Linked DNA regions of Nomascus leucogenys: region 1 is linked to region 2. Evidence: chromatin contacts called from public Hi-C data. All regions are on one chromosome and are shown on one strand. Each heading gives the region's core, a stretch centred on a gene start, on an enhancer-like site or on the middle of the called end of the contact. The rest is flanking DNA. Distances are from core to core; before and after follow the strand shown. Region 1 has its middle 27 kb from the start of RPL29. Region 2 overlaps POC1A (POC1 centriolar protein homolog A).

The links. A called contact is a pair of places that touch in the nucleus more often than the background predicts.
Region 1: a contact with region 2 is called in a Hi-C map of a lymphoblastoid cell line, with 3 times the contacts expected there. The contact joins two enhancer-like sites. A contact is called at or near these places in 2 of 4 Hi-C or Micro-C datasets (both in a lymphoblastoid cell line).

The regions. Positions count from the first base shown.
Region 1 is chr4:99,738,987-99,742,618 of Asia_NLE_v1, forward strand. No RefSeq gene overlaps it. Among named protein-coding and RNA genes, the nearest start is that of RPL29, 27 kb to the right of the region's middle. Within about 2 kb of position 1,490, the one cell type or tissue checked has an H3K27ac peak away from gene starts, as active enhancers do. A contact at or near this core is called in a lymphoblastoid cell line, where this site is marked.
Region 2 is chr4:99,628,688-99,631,893 of Asia_NLE_v1, forward strand. The region is part of intron 7 of POC1A (POC1 centriolar protein homolog A); the gene reads left to right. Among named protein-coding and RNA genes, the nearest start is that of POC1A, 21 kb to the left of the region's middle. Within about 2 kb of position 1,259, the one cell type or tissue checked has an H3K27ac peak away from gene starts, as active enhancers do. A contact at or near this core is called in a lymphoblastoid cell line, where this site is marked.

The DNA.
Region 1 (3,632 bases), core at 240-2,739, 110 kb after region 2:
TCAGGCCAAGGTGGGAAAGATGAAAAGTTGAGGGCAGAGGGTGGGTAGAGGTTAGGATGCAGAAAACCTTGGCTGGGAGTTTGAGGGGAGAAGCACCTCACTCAAGAAGGACTGTCCAACAGCTGCAGCTAGGCAAATTTACCAGGCAGTTGGTAAGCAGTGAGCTCTATGTCTGGAGAGGTATGCAAGTGAGATCAGAAGCTGGAGGATCTCCCATTTCCTCTCTTCCACCCCGTTAGGAATATTCCCCACTAAGCATCGTCTGTCCTATTTGAGCCCTGAAAGCCATCCCTCTCCTGCCCCGGAGCAATTATTGTGGCTGTCACGGCTATGGGTCCTTGTCGTGCAGGTGTCTCCCCTCCCCACCTCACTTATCTCTTCTGTGACACAGGAGTGGGTGAGCTCAGGGAGGTGTTTTCCTTTTATTTCTGCATGCAGCACCAAACAATAATTGCATTTATTCTCAACATCTAAAATAATTTTCTTCTAAAAGAAAACCACGAAAAGTCCCAAGCCAATTAGCAAAAACATAGAAAGGCACCTTCATTTCAGGTCACATGAAATAAAACCCATGTCCCATGTTTTTCTTGAAGTAAATTTAATTATTTCTCCAAAGGCCTGAGGCCATGTGGAGGGGCCTAAGGGAGGCCAGTGTGAGAGAGCCCAAGGAGCCCTCTGTCTGGGTCAGGCAGTGGGTCCAGCCCTGCTTCTGCACAGCACCCCCACCCCCTCACCCCTGCTCACAGGCCTCCTCCCTGATGAAATGCAATCCTCCCAATGTGGCTGACTGACACTCCTCCCCACCCCCCAGTCTGGGCAAACCAATGTTTCCACCCACTTCTTGATGCCCACTCCCTCACTCTCTGCTCCTGGGATTTTCGTTCAATGCTCCTTCCGCCTATAATTGTCTTCCGCTCTCTTCCCCTCACCAAGAGCACATTCATTTTTGGGGTCTCAGTTTATATGCCTCTTCCTCCAGGAAGCCCTCCCTAACCTCACCAGGCGTTCCTACAGCCACCTGTGCACCTTCTCATTCTGTCCTGTACCTGGCATAGAGAATGTACCCAGAAAGTGTGTTTTGAATGAATGACCTCCCCCCGAAAATGACCTCAGAACTCTGGGCTGGCCTTATCTGAACCATGCTGGCTCTAAGTTCGTTGTCAAACCCCAGAAGGGTACAGGCTTCCCCTGAGCCCTGGATGCTGGTCTGGGACCTGGGGATCCCTGAACTGAGGGGCAGGAGGGTGTGTGTGTCCTGAATTCTTTCTGAATCTGGTCCTGTGATCTGGGACTAGACCAACTGAGGGCCCTCTGTGAACAGGAAGCAGGAAGGAGAGCCGGGCCTCTGTTCTCCCACCCAGTCTCCAATTTAGAGGAAACGCAGCCTATAATTTGGAAGGCTAATTTGGTCTGGGGTTAGAAGGGAGCTCTCTGTGTGCCGAATGATGCCACGCTCTCCCAGGGGAGGAAGCATCCCCTCCCTGGGGACCTGGGGCCTCTGCTCTCAGTTCCAGGCCACACTGCTCCAGTGTGCTCCCTCCTGAGGCCTGAGCTGGGGCCCCTAGAGAGTCAGGCAGCTGGTCCTCAGCCAGGGGAGAAGGAGGGAGGGAGAAACCCAGGGCCAGACTCCTTGGTCACTGACTGTCTGGCCCACTGACTGACTGGTGCTCCCGGCATCAGGAAGAACTAGTGGAGGGTCTCCAAGGACCAAGGCCACATGGTGAGCATTGCCCCAGGGTGCCCCTGGCCAGCAGGTCACGCCCATTCAGGCAGGAGCTCAGGAGAAATGTGGGCAAAATGGGCATTGTAATGACCTGGTCCAAGAAGCCTCAGTCTCTAGCAACCCTGACCCCAATTCCTGGCACTCCCCGAGCTTAGGCACACTGAATCACTTAAGGTCCTTCCCAGCATGATGGCCGCTGTCATGCTGCTTTTCCTCCTCCCCTGGGAAGTCCTCTATGTCCACCAGGCTGGTCAGGAACCATCTCCAGGTTCCTTGTCTAACGGGTACCTGGTTGCCTCCCCATTGGGATAGGGGCTCTGTGAGAGTGGGTTCCAGTTGTGGTCACCTTGGTGGTCAGAGCCCTGGCCAGGGCCTGGCTCAGCAGAGCTAGTGATGACGGACAGGCAGAGAGGCTGCACCACTCACAGATGTATGGCCTTGGGCAAGGCCTGGCACTTCCCTGGGCCTCAGTTTGCTTGTCTGTGAGCTAGACACAGAGCAGTAGTTCAGTATTTGATGACTAAGTGAATGAATGCATGCATGCATGAATGAATGAATGAATAAGGAGTTGGACTGGACAGTCTCCAAACCCTGGAGCTCAAATCCTCTACAGTTTCTCTCTCCTCATTTGAGTGCTAGTCTCTCTGCTCAGGCTTGTGTCGGCAAGGACTGGGGAGGGGAGAGGTCCTGGGTTCGGTCAGGGCAGACAGGGGCTGCAGAGAAGCTGAACGCTGGGATAGGGTGTCGGGTGACAGGGTCTGGGGAGAGGCGGGGCAAAAAGACTCTTTAGGGTGAGGGGTGAAGGTGCCCATCCCTGGACCTGGTGTTCGAGGACCCCAGCCTGCCTGCGGCAGCGCGCCATCCCCACGACACACCACCCCAACTCACCCACACCCCAGTGGCTTCTCTTGAAACTTCTGCTCGGCTCCAACAGTCTGTCACTGGGGCTAGTGATTCACACACTCCGCTCTTCTTTCCTCTTCCCAACTAATTATAGCTCCTGCGTGTTTTTCCCCCTGGAAAAAATGTCTTCTTAAAAAAATATATCCCCAAGCCAGTGAAAATTGATTGGGTGAGCATCACTGTGTACAATTCAGACTGGCTCCGAAGACAGGCAGGTCCCAGGTTGTGGGGGCGTCTACTGCCCAGCAGAGGAAGGACGGGCGTGGGACGCAGGGTGCACATAGGGACAAGCGGCAGAGGCTCCACCCAGCCCCCATCCGACTGGCCACGGCTCTGGGGATCCTGAAGAACAACCGCCACGGTGATGGTAACGGGGACTCTACTGAGCACCACAGCATGCTGGGCACAGTGCCAGATGCCTGCCACGTGCATTGACATTTAACCCTCTGATGCCTGCTGAAGCTGGCCTTGGAATTGGTTCCACTCTATAGAAGAGGAAACCGAGGCTCAGAAACTGATCCAGGGTCACACAGCCATAGTGGGGGGCGTGGGGGGTGACCATGAGCCACGTGGTGCTGGGAGTTGGGAGCCAGGGTCGGGGGGCATGGCCAATGGCCTGACCAAGGGGAGGCCCAGCGTCATTAGGCTCCCCAAGGGACAAGCAGAGCAGGCACGCAGCCCTCTGTCTTGTCTCTCCCTCGCCTGCCTCCTGGGAATCACAGGAGCTCCCCTGGCACTGGGCCAGAGCTGAGACTACAAGTCCCCTAAGCTCTTCATGGGGCCCAGTGCGTGGCAGTTAGAGCAGATGTCTGAGCAGGCATCCTGGCCAGGCAGAGAGGGTTCCAGAGTCACAATGACAGAGAGGCGGAGATAATCAGAGACAGGACAAGAGAGAGCCAGGCAGAGCTAGAGAGAGGACAGGGAGTCACCTGTCGAACTGCAGAGGCAGAGAGAGGCAGAAATGGAGACCGAACCAGAGACACAGCCGGGTCTGAGTCTGAGACCA
Region 2 (3,206 bases), core at 9-2,508:
AAGGGCCTGATGGAGAGCAGCTGCTATCAGCCACTTCCTGAGTTGTGTGGCTGAGCAGCCCAAGGCTCCCGAGTGGGTCTCGGGTGCCTGGGGCTTCTGTCCTATGGAAAAGGAGGATGGCAGGTTGGAAAGCATTTTTTTTTTTTTTTTTTTAGTCCAGGTGGTGAAAATGAGAGCTGTCTGGATTAGTAGGGGGTCTTATGACTTCTAGGGTGCCAGAGCTGGGACAAGTACCTGTGTCTATGCAGTTTCTATCACATGTACATATGACTTTTAAAATTCCATTTGTAATTTCACTCTTGTTTCTTTCATTCATTCATTCAGAGACGGAGTCTCGCCCTGTCGCCCAGGCTGGAGTGCAGTGGTGCGATCTCAGCTCACTGCAACCTCCACCTCCCAGGTTCAAGCGATTCTCCTGCCTCAGCCTCCCAAGTAGCTGGGATTACAGGAACCTGCCACCACACCTGGCTAATTTTTGTATTTTTAGTAGAGACAGGGTTTCACCATGTTGGCCAGGCTGGTCTCAAACTCCTGACCTCAGGTGATCCACCTGCCTTGGCCTCCCAAAGTGCTGGGATTACAGGCCTGAGCCACTGCATTCAGCCTTCTTGTTTTTATTTACTTATATATCTTTACTGGGGTAGCATATATGTATATAATTCACCATCTTTACCATTTTTAAGTGTACAGTTCAGTGGTAATAAGTATATTTATATTCTCTTTTTTTTTAACCCCTTCATTCCCTGGCTCCCCTTCCTCATCCCAGCCCTGGTAACCACCAGTCTACTCTGTCTTCATGAGATCCACGTAACTCCCACAGATGTCACTCCTGTGTTTAGCTCACAGGTCTGGGTAGGGTACCAGCAGGCTTATGTCGGCTTGTGTCCCCATCTTGCTGCTACATGACCCCATTCTGATCCAGCAGAAAGGAGCCCCATGAAACTTTGGTTTGGATGCAGAGGACCTGCTGTGTCCTCAGAGTTGGCTTGGGAGAGCTGCGAGAGAGAGGGCCACTGCCTCTTAGGGCTGGTGGGACAGCTTCTATTTCTGCATCTGAGAAGTGGACAGTGCAGGCTGGGGGTGAGCAGCAGTGAGGTCAGCCACAGGGAGCTGCTGTGGGACGAGGCAGACCTTGACCTGGGCATGGGGGCTCTGCGGGTGCCAGGAGAAGGGCCCCAGCAAGCCCTCTGGGGAAACTGTGGGGGAGGTTTGGGGTAGAAAAAGGAGGGTCAGGGTGCAGTGCTGTTGGGCTGCAACTCTATTGTCTGAGTTGAGGCCAAACTCACCCCGATGTACCTTTCAGTTGTCTCCTAAGGTACAGGGAGCGCCAGGACAGAGGGACTTGCCAAGTGCCAGCTAAGATGATTATCACCCAGTGTAGCCCTGGGTCTCCTGGGCTGGACCTGTGTGCTGGTGTTGAGGGCAGCTTATCAGCCAGGAGTCAGCGTGCAGGTGGTTTGGTGGCTCTCTGGCACATGAGTGGCACACATGGGCCCATTTGAGAGGCCGTTTGTTTGGGCAGGCTCATTTTGTGAGAGTAAGGGGTTATTTTAGTCTGTTCTGTGCTGTCGTAATAAAATACTGGAGACTGGGTAACTTATCAAGAACAGAAAGTTATTTCTCAGTTCCAGATGATGGAAGTCCCAGATCAAGGTACTAGCCTTGGGGAAGGCTGCCCTCTGCTTCTGAGATGGGGCTTGAATGCTGCATCCTCTGAGGGGAGTAACACTGTCCTCACATGCAGAAGGTGGAAGGGCAGAAAGGACCAAACTCCCTTTGTCAAGCCCTTTCATAAGTGCACCTAATCCCCTTCATGAGGGCGGAGCCCTTGTGACTCAATCACTTCCCAAAGGCCACACCTCCCAACACTGTTACCTTGGGGATTCAATTTCTCTTTCTTTCTTTCTTTCTTTCTTTTTCTTTTTCTTTTTTTTCTTTCTTTCTTTTTCTTTATTTTCTTTCCTTTCTTTCCTTCCTTTCTCTTTCTTTCTTTCTTTCTTTCTTTCTTTCTTTTCTTTTTCTTTCTTTCTTTCTTTCTTTCTTTCTCTTTCTTTCTTTCTTTTCTTTCTTCTCTTTCTTTCTTTTCTTTCTTTCTTTCTTTTTTGATGGAGTCTCACTCTGTTGCCGAGGCTGGAGTGCAGTGGCGCGATCTCGGCTCACTGCAACCTCCGTCTCCCGGGTTCAAGCAATCCTCCCACCTCAGTGTCCTGAGTAGCTGGGATTACAGGAGCACGCCACCACACCCAGCTAATTTTTTGTGTTTTTAGTGGACACAGGGTTTCACCATGTTGGCCAGGCTGGTCTCGAACTCCTGACCTCAAGTGATCCACCTTCTCCAAAGTGCTGGGATTACAGGCGTGAGCCACCATGCCTGGCTGGGGATTCAATTTCAATATCAATTTTGGTGGGGACAAAAACATTCATTCCCTGGCTTGGGGACTCTGGGTGACAAAGGGCCCTCTGTCTCTCAAATCTGCCCATCCTGAGACGAGAGTGGACAGATGGGGGAGGTGCTGCCTGCAGGGTATGGTGCATTGCCCTCCTTCCACAGCCTTTGCCCTGGGAACACCAGAGCCTGCATCGGTCACCTTTGCAAACATCTTTGATTGAGGCCAAGTGCTGGGATATGTTCAGTTGGGGAGGTTACACAGCCTTGTCTGGTGGGGGATGATACTTAGCTTTCTCAGGAAAACCCCAGTATTTTTAGGAACAAACAGTTTGTACCCCCCCATTTCTGGTTTTGAAAAACCATGGGTCCTCTCCCATCTTGTTCATCTGAAACAGCCTGAGCTTCAGGAGGGGAGGAATGGGCTTGGGCACTGGGTCAGATGATTCCAGTGTTGCCTCTTTTTATGTGACATTGGGCAAGACCTTGACTTTGCTGAGCCTCTTTTCTTATCTGTGAGACTGACATCCCATTGTCTGTCTCATAGTAGGAGAGGATGTGTCTAAATTTCCCAGCACCGGACACCGTAGGTCCTCATAGATGTTAATCCCTTTCCACTTGAGCTCATGGAAAATGATGTGATGCCGTTTTAGGTGAGAGCTCTTTAAAAGGGCATTAGAGGCCGGGCGCGGTGGCTCACGCCTGTAATCCCAGCACTTTGGGAGGCCGAGGCAGGCGGATCACGAGGTCAGGAGATCGAGACCATACTGGCTAACACGGTGAAACCCCGTCTCTACTAAAAAAAAATACAAAAAAATTA